2 separate regions of the Mus musculus genome follow, and region 1 is linked to region 2. The links are chromatin contacts, called in public HiChIP or PLAC-seq maps. All regions are on one chromosome and are shown on one strand. Each heading gives the region's core, a stretch centred on a gene start, on an enhancer-like site or on the middle of the called end of the contact. The rest is flanking DNA. Distances are from core to core; before and after follow the strand shown.

Region 1 (5,853 bases), core at 895-3,394, 420 kb before region 2:
ATTTATCCTTTAATTGAACATGGCTGGTAGGAGCCAATGCATTGTCCTGACATTATGATATATAGATTCTGCCTATTAGCATTACAGAAATCACTATAAACCTTACTGGCATTTTAATTAAAATAAAGCTTGCTGGTAGTTCAGGAACCATGTGAGAAAGAAGAGAAAGAGAATAAAGTAAAACTACCCATGTAGCGGATCACACATTAACATGTTGATAGACGAATGGTACCACTTTGAACATGGGCTGTGACGTGGGATTTTAGGACACACTGAGAAGATACATCCCCATAGAGAAGCCTGGAATGTGGTCATTTCTCCTTTCTGGAACTCAGGGCTGATGTGTCCCTATAGAACATGCTGCGATGGGCTCCTTTCTCTTGATATTTTCTTCTGTGACAGGGGACCTAAGGACCTAGAGACTGTTTTGTTGATTCTGATTGGCCTTTCTTGTTCTCCAGGTATGGTGGCATTTAGATACTGTCCTTGGGAATTACCCATGTTCCTCGTTTATTTGTACCTGCCTACTAAAACAGAAAAACAAAAGGTACCCTATGGTAATGTATGACCTGCTGTTATCAACAGAAATAAAGTATCCATTTGTCATGATTCCTCCCTCATTTATAAAATCAAGAGGAAGTTGATGATGGCCTATTATGTAAACACTCTGTGCTACAGCTATATTTGTATTAGATACTTTCTGTCCACGTATACTTATGTGACTTGTTAGGAGCTAATGATTTTCCTTAGACAGCCTCAACCTATTTTGATGAAGCAGCCTTGGATTTCTTTGGTTTAGTTTGCGATACTCCACTGAGGACATCCCAGGGCTTACAGGCCCCATGCTTCTTCCCCTTTCTAGCCTCATGTCAGAAGTTCCTCAGGAATCCAGTTCTGAAAATCACTAGAGGGTGTGCATTGTGCGAACCCATGAGAACATACACTGTTCCCCATTCTCTGACTTACTCTCTGGTTCTTTTCTGACCAGATTACACTGAGAGTGAGTCAAGTTATTTTTTTTTCTTTTATCCAAGTCCCTGGAAGTTGGTCCGTAGCCTGGACTCACCTCGTTCCTATATAGACACGGCTAAGAGACTCATTCGAAATCTGACTCATTAGCTCAGGAGACACAGCACCGAATCCATGTTCTTTACATAAAGTGGAAATGATACTTAGCCAGCAGTGCCACAGATGGAGATCCAGCTGCATAGTAATATAATAATAAGCAGATTGCTGATGTCAGCGACTAGGGTGCTGCAGCCTGCTCAAAGCTTTTGCTACTCTAGCATCTTCTTTCATTCAAAACCTGTTGTGCTTATGTGCCCTTTGAATGACAGGTCATCTTCAAATTTCACCAAGTGCTCCCAATCCAAGATGGCTGGGGGTACTTAGGAGCTCGTGCTGAAGCTTTGCCGGGCAAGAAGCAGCTGTCACCTGAAAAAAGAGGAATAGCATGAATCCACAGATTTCCTTAGAACCCATGTCTCCAGACAGTGCCCAGACACTGGAGGAAGTCTGAAGCTTTAGAACTCACCACAGTGTAAGTGAGAGAGGGGAATTCTTCACATGCAGCCGATGAAATAATGGGTAACTGGTCTCTAGCAAATGGCCAGACATTTCCAAGAAAAGACTCAAGCGACAGCTCTCCAGTCATTACATGGAGGTACACGGGTCTCGTCGGGGGGGGGGGGGGGCTCAAGATAAATAGCATGATGACTGCACTTTGTATTTCTCCAAGTGAGCCTGTAGGGGAATCAGCTAAATGACATGAAAATGGTCATCTGTTATGGATGAGAATAATAACCCCATAAAGTCATTTTTATCCCGAGTTCAGATCCGCCTGCTTCTCTCCCCTCTCTTTCCACATGCTGTAATGGGATAAGTGGTGTTTTCAATCAGGGAGGGATGGGGGAAATTAAGAAGCTTCAGGAAAACTGTATCCCGACTTTCCAAGCCCTGTCTAGGCCAGTCTACGGTCTAGGCAGAGGCTGCCTTCCTCCTGCCTGGAGATTTCCATGGCCAGCGGAAGCAAGGCAGGGACAGCTGAAAATAATTGCCCTTGTGACCCTTTCCCAAGGAGATCCTAAGGTTGAAGGCTTGGAGACTCAGCTTGTTGCCATCCTGCCTTCATTTCTCTGGGTAAGAAGTCATGCTGAATGAATTTGTGATTCACTTCATAAACACTTGAGGGAATGGTTTCTTGCCTCCTTGAGCCATGTTTTGAAATCTGGTCTGCACCACCCTTCAAAATATAAAAGAAAAAAAATAAAGGAAAGCTTTAATAAACCAAATGACTGCTTTGCTCAACAAAGGCAAAGAGTGTCTCTATTAGTGTTCATTATGGGAGAGTCTGCCCCAGTAGGGTGTGCATGACGTAGGTATCAGCCCTGACTGACTGGGGGGCGGGTAGTTTACAGAGAGAATGACTACATTTCAAATGGTTTGAAAACATATTTATAAAGTCTAGAAATGTAAGGTGACTTTATTTATTCTGCATCTATGTGGCAAATTTATCAGATCCAACTGCTTTCCTAAGAACACCCCCTACTCACTGAAGAAACCTTCTTCATTTGAAATATGCATTCTTTCTCTTTGGAAATTCATTACATTAAAGTATATGGGAGGGGTAGGGAGAAGACCTAGTTAGCAAAGTGTTTACATTGAAAGTACAGGGACCTGAGTTTGATCCTCAAACCCCACATTAATTAGAAGGAGGAGGAGGAGGAGAGGAAGAGGAAAAGGAAGAGGAAGAAAGAGGAGGGGGAGGAGGAGAAAGAGAAGGAGAAGGAGAAGAGGAGAAGAAGAAGAAGAAGAAGAAGAAGAAGAAGAAGAAGAAGAAGAAGAAGAAGAAGAAGAAGAAGAAGAAGAAGAAGAAGAAGAAGAAGAAGAAGAAGAAGAAGGCGGCAAGTATAGGGGTGCTTGTAATGCTAGCCCAGGGGATGCAAGAGGCAGGCAGGTCCCTGTATCTCACTTGCCAGACAGTCTAACCTAAGTGGTAAGCAGGGGGCCAGTCAGAGATCCCTGGCTTAAAAAAAAGGAACAACAACAAAAGTAAGAGTGTCCTCTGGGGAATGACACCAGACATGTTTCTCTGGTCTCCATAGCCGAGCACACACACACACACACACACACACACACACACATACACATTTGTATGCATACCCAGGTGTGTGCACATACCCACATGCTCACACACATGTAACTCTACACAAACTCTATGCTATACTCACGGTATATGATTTTAGAAGAGAAATAAAAAAAGACAGAGAGCATGTATACTCTGCTTACACTGAAACTGAGCAATTGGCTTGGCCCAATCAGCTCAGTTATGAGACTCACATGGACTTTGGCCAACAAGATCTGGATGCTCTTCAAGTAAAATACCAGATGGCTCAACTAACCAGCTCTATCCACCGATATCCAATTGTTTTGCACAGAGAGACTGAGCCTTGAGCAGAGCCTATAGTGTATCAGCTGTCATATTTCATTGACTCCTAAGTGAAGAATAAATCTCTGAGAACATTCTCATTTCCGTAGATGAACAAGTCTTCTATGCCAAGTCTTCCCAACACTCCGTATAGCATAGCAGATTATTCTATTGACAGAGCACATTGCATGTAAAATATAGGGTTCAAAGCCAGAGTAGCTGGTTTCATGACACCCTTGTCTTAGGGATTTACATACCTGTACACGTCATTGACCCTTGGGTAAGGCAGTTGTTTGAAGGCACAATGAATGACATTGCCAAGTGAACAGTGTCTCAAGGCAGGAGATGGCCCCCAACTTCCTCTTATGATATCCACATCATAGACTCTGTCAGCCTAGAACACAGGAAGAAAATAATTAGAATGTTATGAATTCATTAGGTAGAGGATGAACTTTTAGGGATGCTTACAGGAAGATGGCATTGTGAAAAGGATTTCTTATGGGGGAAATTTTGTTTGCTACAAGGACCCATGGTGAAAGATAGTTAGGTACAATAAGCCTACTACCTATGGCCTGTTAGTCTTTAACAATTATCTTGAGGTATGTGTAATTTAGCAACTAAAGCATCTTCCACATTGCTGTTTATGAAGGACTTAGCTCCAAAAGATGCACAGTCTCTCTTCTAAGACCTTCTGATTGGGGCTTTGCTCTCCTTCATCTTGACTTTGTTGCTAATTCCTCTTTATATATAATTAACTTCTATCCAGGGTGCCTTTCTTCCCGATTATTGCTTTCAATGATTTTTCCCACTCACCTCCCTGGCCACCTAGCTGTTTCCTAGAATATCCCACCATGGTTCTTATTTTGCTTTGGGCATATTGGGAATTGAATTCAGTATCCCATACACATTAAGTAGGCACTCTTCCCCTGAAGAGCCAACCTGTACTTGTTGTACAGCTTAGAGTGGAAGAGATGACAGAAGTATTGGTGACAGCCCGGGACAAATAGTAAATTGCCAGGTCAGTGGCTGCAATCGCCCCTGGAGCAGATACAGCTTGTCTAGAACTCTTCCCAGCCTCCATTCCTGTGTCTGATTACCATGACGTCATGTCTATCTGAAGCCTTTCCACTCCCTTACACTTCACTTACAATGGATATACAGCTCAGACCTGGCCAACTAGGGCATTGCTCTACTCCAGGGCCAGAGTGACTAATTTGAAGTTGGAAGTGTGACCCAGCCAGGCCAATGGAACACCATTCCAGGATTCTAGGAAAACTCTAGAGATGCCATTGCTAATCTAGGAGGTAGCCTTAGCACCTTGTCATGCTGCAAGGATTGTTCCAGAACAGTGGAACCCATCAGAGAAATACAGACCTGGACGATCTAGAGGGAACTGAAGTAAGGGTCATGGATCCACTCTAGATCCAGATATCTCAGATCTAAGCTGCCCAGCTAAGCAATGCTATCCTGGGCTTCGGTCATTTAACTAGTAGAGTCCACACTGCTACAGCTGTAGTTGTGTGTCTCTTAAGTGATGCTCATGTGCCAGGCATCAAGATGAAGGCATCTCACAAAGGCCATCTCCTTTGATCCACACGATCCTGTCTCTGTCCTCATTGTAGAGATGAGAACACAGAAAGAGGCTGCAAAAGCTGGCAGAGGGTGCCTGAACCTCAGAAATGCTACATTCATAATCTTAAATTTAGCAGAACGAACCTGGGTCATCACTCAGGGCTACAGTCCATCACCCTCCGTATCCCTGAGTTCTACAACCTTGAATTTGGTCAACCTCAGATCAAGAACGTATGGAACAAAACTGCATCTTAGAAGACCACTTTTGTTTGTCATTATCCCACGAACCGTAAGCGTAACAACTATCTACATATTATTTAGATATTATCAAGTACTAAAGTAATCTAGAAATGACTTAAGGGACAGGAAAGAATGTGTAGGTTCTGTGTAAATACTTTTCTGGAAAGGCTATGAGTATCTGTGGACTTTCTTATCTACTGGGGGAGATAGAAACAGCCTCCGCAGACATCAAGGGTGGCTCTCTTTAAGTGGGCTGGCATTCGAGTTAAACACTGAGAAGCTGAAGGCTTAGGGGGTCTTGGAGCTTTAGTACTTTATCAAGTTGGTCTTGGCAGTGGTGGTTACAGATAAAAATCTAAAACTCAAAGCTAGACAGAAGTTCACTGTCTATGCATGAAGCCTGTTAGATACTGAGGCTGTCCACAAGGGAACAAGAGTGGCCAACTCCAAAAGCTTCTTTGAAAAGACAGTAAGGATGTCAGACTGTGGATGGCACAGTCTCTCACGGGAAGAAGAAAGAAGGTGCCAGCTGAAAAAGGAGTTGAGACAGGCCCTGGTAGAGTTAAATAGCTATCCAAAACATGAGGCAGAGATTCACCCGGGAGTCCCCACCA
Region 2 (6,430 bases), core at 2,030-4,529:
CCAGTCCTGTGCAGACCCTGAGGTCTGATCGTGTGTGTGTGTGTGTGTGTGTGTGTGTGTGTGTGTGTGTGTGTGTGTGTGTTATCATTGATCTTCAACAAGCTCTGCCAGTCTGTCCATGCAAAGTGGAATCCCCTGTGCAGATCCTGAGGTCTGATCGTGTGTGTGTGTGTGTGTGTGTGTGTGTGTGTGTGTGTGTGTGTGTGTGTGATCTGTGATCATTGATCTTCAACAAGCTCTGCCAGTCTGTCCGTGCAAAGTGGAATCCCCTGTCCAAACACAAAGAGGGAGATTCAAGTTTCTGTTGAAAACAAGATGCTCAGGAGGAAGAGAGGAACTCTGAAAGTCTCGTCTGCTCCTTCACTCAGAGGCAAGAGGCAGGAAACAAATGTTCACGTCAAACTATAAACACTGTACAGGTTTACTTTACTTTAAATGACAATTTTGAATATGTAGAAACTTCTCTGTGGAAATTAACTTCCATGGCAGGAAGTCTGCCCTCCTGCTCCATGATCCTGGCTATGATGGTCATAGCAGGGACCTTGGTGATGGCAATCACATGTGAACCCTGCAGCCAGAACCAGTAACCTCCAGTGTCATGGTTCTGTGTTGAGAGGTCAGAAGAAAATAATCCAGAAGCCACCAAGGGCACAGGAAGCAATGGCAGAGCCACGGAGCGAGTGCCACTGGCACTGGAGTCACTGGGCATGCAGTGTTCTTTCTCAGTACCCTGCTGTGCACCACGATGCATCCCCAGAGAGGCCTGGAGAGAAGTTTTGTGTCCTAAAAGCTATTACGGTTCAGCAGCCAGGCATATCAATATGGCCACACTGGGGTTCTATGAGGGATCTAAACAGTGGGCTCCTATCCATCAAGGAGGCCAAGTTCGGCTGCCAAGTGAGTTCAGGGCAAAGTCAGGTTTTGTTACGAAATGCGTTACAAAAGAAATCTTGTGGGCTCTGGAGAGAGCTCAGGTGATAGGCTTGCCATGCAAGCATGAGAATCTGAGTCTGAGATCCCAATAACCCAAGTCAAAAAAGTTGGGTGTGGTGACTCACACTTGCAATTCCTGGACTAGGGCAGTAGAGATGGGTGGATCTCTGGCCCCAGGTCCCAGGGAGTGGAGATTCTGTCACAAAACAGAAAATAAATAAATAAATAAATAAATAAATAAATGGACAGCTTCTGAGGGATAGCACCTGAGTTTAACACACACATATATACACACACACATTCACACACACTCACACACACACATTCACACACACTCTCACACACACATACATATACACTCATACACACTCATAAACACACATATACACATTCAATCACACAATCATACACACACATATACACACACTCATAAACACACACACATACATACACACATGTATACACATACATACACACACATGCATACACAAACACACATATACACACTCATACACACATACTCATACACACATACTCACACATACACTCATAAACACTTTAAAGAAAAGGAAAGGACTACTTTGGGTGTCCTCAGATTACAATTTCAAGAGAATGGGCATCTTTCCCAACATCTGTCTTCTGTTGCAGATGTTCTTCCAACAGACAGTGCTCACACATTTCCTTTCTTCAAGATTTGCTTTTATAACTTTTAATTATGTATATATGTGCACATGTGTGCACATGAATGTAGATGTCTGGAAAGGCCAGAAGTGCCAGTCCACCCCAGAGCCAGGGTTACAGGTGAGCTTCCCGGAAGGAAGCCCAGGTCTTCTGTAGGAATTCTAATTTCCCACTGTCACTACTGTCACTTCTGTAGGAATTCTAACTTTCCACTGTCACTACTGAGCATCTATTTAGCTCCCACATTTTGTCTTTTTTACTCCGGCTCTTAAACTAATCCTGTTTTAATTACACTAAGGTGTAAATGACTAATACCTAATTCAGATATATTTACATTTCAACAATGATAACTACATTCTCGGGTGGAAGTTAGGCATTAGCTAATAATTAATTTGATCTCAGAATTTGGCAGGAAGTTGTATGCTAATTAAGTGGAGGGAAATTAAGCCTTTCAATTAAATTGAACAATTTTCACCTGACAGGTTGTTCCTTACTCTGCAGCTCTGTTGTTCATTTGTTCTGAGATAGGGTCTCATTCATGTAGCCCAGGCTGGCCTCAAATCTGAGATCCTTGCAGGTAGCCCAGAATAACTTCAAACCCATGATCCTCCCATGTAGCCCAGGATAGCCTAAAACTCAAGCTCCCCCCCCCATAGCCCAGGATGGCTCAAAACCAAGATCCTTGCATGTAGCCCAGGCTAGCCTCAAACTCGATATCCTCCCATGTAGTCCAGGATGGCCTCAAATTCAAGATCCTCCCATGGACCCCAGGATGGCTTCAAACCTAATATCCTCCCTCTTCAGCCTCCTGCATATTAGCTAATAAGACTGGACCACCACACCTGACTTTTGCAATCAATTACTCTGTTCCTCTTCTCCCCTCCCCTTCATCCTCCACTCTCCCCCTTTCCGTCCCCTCCCCAAGATGAAAAAAGTGACTTGCCAGAAGTCATGGAGATGAGAGGCAGTGGAGTTGACTCATTCAGATTTTCACTCCGTTTGTTAGATCCTGTCTTTAAAACACTGTTGGAAACAAGAGTGAATGGGCTGGTGACAGTACTCAGTGGGTAAAGGCGATTGCTGCCAAACCTGACAACCCGAGTTCAATCCCAGGGACCCTTGGTGGACTTGCAGAAGTTATCCTCTGATGCCCACAGGTATACTGTGTGTGCGTGGACCACAGACACAGACACACATGCAGACAAATACACACACATGAATACGTAAAATAGTTTGTTTTCAAAACAGAAGGAAGGAAGAAGTGAAGGGGAAATAAAAGAAGGGAGGGAGGGAAGAGGAAGTGAGAGCCTTTGTTTTCTCGAGGTTAGTGAGACACACGGAAGCTGTGAGTGACAGGCTAAGTCCATGGAAGCTGAGAAGCACACAGAAAACAATGTGTGTATTCTTCACTAGAGTGATCTCGCCTTGTCTGATGACAGCCAACAGGCCGAGTGTGGGCCAAGAGATCAGGCTGTGCCATGCTCCTGGTACTGAGAGATGGCCCAGCCTGTAGAGAGATTGCCTCATAAGCACAGGGACCCAAGTTCAAGCCTCAACCCCCATGTGAAAAGGATGGGTGGTGCACAGGCACAAGGCCAGTACTGGGGAAGTAGAGACAGGATTCCTGAGGCTCGGAGGCCAGCCAGTCAAACCAAATCTGGACCGAAATCAAGGCAGATCAGAGGAGATGACTCAGCAGATGGAGGTGCTTGCCATAAAAGGCTGATGAGCTGAGTTAGACCCCCCAGAACCCATGAAGCAAGCATGGAGATGCAGTGTAGGAAGAATGAGAAGGCTGCCATAACAAGGTAGAAAGACAACTGATTCCCCAAAGGTGCTCTCTGACCTCCACACATATATGTAACACACTTATACACACACATGTACATACATACACACACACATATATACATACACAGACATACACACATATACACACATGCATACATACGTATACACACACATACATACATACACACATATACACATACACATATACACACATATACACATATACATATGCACACATACATACATATATATACACACATACACACATGCATACGCACATATGCACACATTCATATACACACATTCATACATACACACACATATACACACACACACCCCACAATCAAAAAGAACATAAACAAGGTAGATAGCTCAACAAAGTTGAGCTCTGGCCTCTACACACAAACACACACACACACACACACACACACACACACACACACACACTCCATTAGAACCAAAAACAAACCTTCATATTTCTAAAAGTGTTAAAATTCACAGGTTTGTACAATGAAAATGAACTCATTTCACGTTAAAAACAAAACAAAACAAAACAAAACTTTAATTAAACCCAAAACAAGGCAGTCTTTAAGTATCTATCGCCTAATAGTTTCTATCGAGTATTTGAAAGTCAAAGCAAACCCCCCTCTCCCATCCCTGCCGAGAACTCCTATTCCTAAGGCTCCTGCTCCTAAATCGATACCTGAGCTCTAATGACAGAGGAATCTTTACCACCGACCTCCCTTCCCCTGCCGAGCTTCCTTACAAAGGTGTGTGGGAGGCGGAGGGAACACAAAGCCTCCTCCATTGTTATCAGACAGCCGCTCACGGAGAGGCCTGGCCAGAGTTTGCCATAGAGAAAGCTCCACCCACACAGCGCCATTATTCATCCTTCCAGCTTAAGGCTTGTTTTGCACAGATGTGCCCTTCCTGTTTGGCATCCCTAACTGGGGACTGTTGTTCTGCCGAAGTTTTGTCATCTCAGCACTAACTGAGATGTCCAGCCCATTCCTGAACGCCTTTTTGTTAAGCATCAGCATAAAGAGGGGTACGCTTGCCAAAGGTGAGGTAGGCACCCCAGCGAAGCGATACTGCAGCATTCTTCCCTGAGCATCAGAGATGGGGGTGGATGGGGGGACTTTCTAGCATGCAAAGTCAAGCATGCAATAAACCTGTGAGCAACTTCCTAGTGATGATAATAGACGCCACACTTGTGTACACACCGTTTTTCTCTCGAAGTTGTGGCCGTTCTTTTTTAAACAACTCTCCAATTCATTCTTAAAAGAAAATTAACCTTCCTCCCACCCTCGGATTCAGGCATTTGTTTTAGGGAATGTCGTACCTATTGGAGCAAGAGCAAGACAGGAACCCCTGACTTAGACCAAATGATGGGAGGGTACACTCATTAACAGTTATTGAGCGCCTACTGTAGCTAGGCAGTGGGTGTGATGACTGCTCTCAGACTTGAGTTCTTATCTATCGCTTCCGTAGCACTTCAAACTTCTGCATCGGGAAAGTTAAAAGAAAGATGACTTAGGCAACTTTCAGGCTGCGGACTCAGTGCTTCCCAGAGACCGTTGAAAGGCAGAGGGACAACAACAGGATTGCAAGGTTCACAGTGTTTATATGTGTGTATGAGAGAGAGACAGACAGACAGAGAGACAGAGACAGAAAGAGATAGAGAGAGAGAGACAGACAGAGAGAGGGAGGAAGGGAGAGGGAAAGAAGAAGCACAGAGAGAGACACAGAGAGAGAGTTTACTCCTCCATAAAATAATAAAATTTGAGTAGCTGAGAAGCCGGCAAATTAGCATACCTCGTTACAGTTTTTGATGCATGGTCACATTTATAAGTGACTTTCCCTTAGTTTACAGATCCTTCTCTGTTACTGTCATAAAGATTGCTGGAATAATCACACTCCTCCTCCCCATACGGAATCCCATTAACAGTTTGGCTGCTGCCATTACGGCTCCTGTTTCATCCATCATGAGAAGTGTTTGCAACTGAGGAAGAAGCTAACACTATTAGCCCTGGAACCTCCCACCGCCTCCCCCCAGCCCCAAACCCAATTAAACCCCAAGACACATACAAAAAGATGCCTGCCTCCTATTTACATAACACAATGACAGAATGATAAATCAACGGGAATCGTGAGTGCTTCAACAAGCCACTGAAATGATGCTGGACCCCTCCACAAGGCTGGACCTATCCACAGGCTGGACCCCTTCACAGGCTGGACCTCTCCATAGGCTGGACCCCTCCACAGGCTAGACCCCTCCGTAGGCTGGACCTTGTCCACAGGCTGGACCTCTCCACAGGCTGGACCTCTCCACAGGCTGGACCACTCCACAAGCTGGACCCAGCCACCAACGAACAGCACCGATTTCCAACTGGGATCCACTTCCCACCCTGAGGACAGAGTCAAGCCCTCAGCAGCAGAGGCCAGGTCTGGCTAGTCTCCCCTTCTGCAGATGGATACCACTTTCCTTCCTTCCTAGATCGGGTACCCCCTGCTTCTAAAACAATCTCACCAAGAAGATCCCCTTCCCAATACCCTGAGAGCCAACTTGTTGGTTTCCCTAGGGCCATTTTTTTTAATATGAAGGAAACATTAATTAAATAGTTTCTGGGTATGTTACTTCAAATCCTGATAGTGGAGCTGATTACACACACACACACACACACACACACACACACACACACACACACCTTTCAGTTCAAATTTCCATTTAAATAATACTTTCCAAAGAAAGGCAAGGTGAACCTTGTGTTTGAGTTTATTTTTAAGACAGGGTCTTGGTACCTAACACTAGCTGCTTTATAAACCGTGGCAATGCTCCTGCCTCAGATTCCTAAGTGCCAGGCTTATAGCATCTATCACTCCCAGCTTTCAATGTCATCATTAACCCCTTGTGGGAAGCATTTCCCCACTAACAGAGGACTTAGCTATGAAGTGCACTCGCAGGCTCGGCTCCCTACCTCTGCCTATGTTTTCTCTGCTTGAACATTTGAAATTGTTAAGTTAA

What was found. HiChIP or PLAC-seq counts read pairs in DNA pulled down with a chosen protein or histone mark.
Region 1: a contact with region 2 is called in a CTCF HiChIP or PLAC-seq map of the NIH/3T3 cell line, with 5 read pairs. The contact joins two enhancer-like sites. A contact is called at or near these places in 1 of 15 datasets of contacts at CTCF or cohesin (the NIH/3T3 cell line), 5 of 484 Hi-C or Micro-C datasets (the AML12 cell line, bone marrow-derived macrophages, differentiating spermatogonia and 2 more), 7 of 115 datasets of contacts at active chromatin or transcription factors (the NIH/3T3 cell line, craniofacial prominence, embryonic basal ganglia and 4 more) and 1 of 9 other capture datasets (embryonic tail).

What each region holds. Positions count from the first base shown.
Region 1 is chr10:67,743,847-67,749,699 of GRCm38.p6, reverse strand. It overlaps Gm40681 (a long non-coding RNA gene), which reads left to right. Exons shown (of 3, transcript XR_871797.3): 3 at 462-548. Among named protein-coding and RNA genes, the nearest start is that of Gm40681, 32 kb to the left of the region's middle. Within about 2 kb of position 2,144, at least 29 of the 459 cell types and tissues checked have an H3K27ac peak or open chromatin away from gene starts, as enhancers often do. A contact at or near this core is called in the NIH/3T3 cell line, where this site is marked.
Region 2 is chr10:67,327,635-67,334,064 of GRCm38.p6, reverse strand. No RefSeq gene overlaps it. Among named protein-coding and RNA genes, the nearest start is that of Gm46230, 19 kb to the left of the region's middle. Within about 2 kb of position 3,279, at least 11 of the 459 cell types and tissues checked have an H3K27ac peak or open chromatin away from gene starts, as enhancers often do. A contact at or near this core is called in the NIH/3T3 cell line, where this site is marked.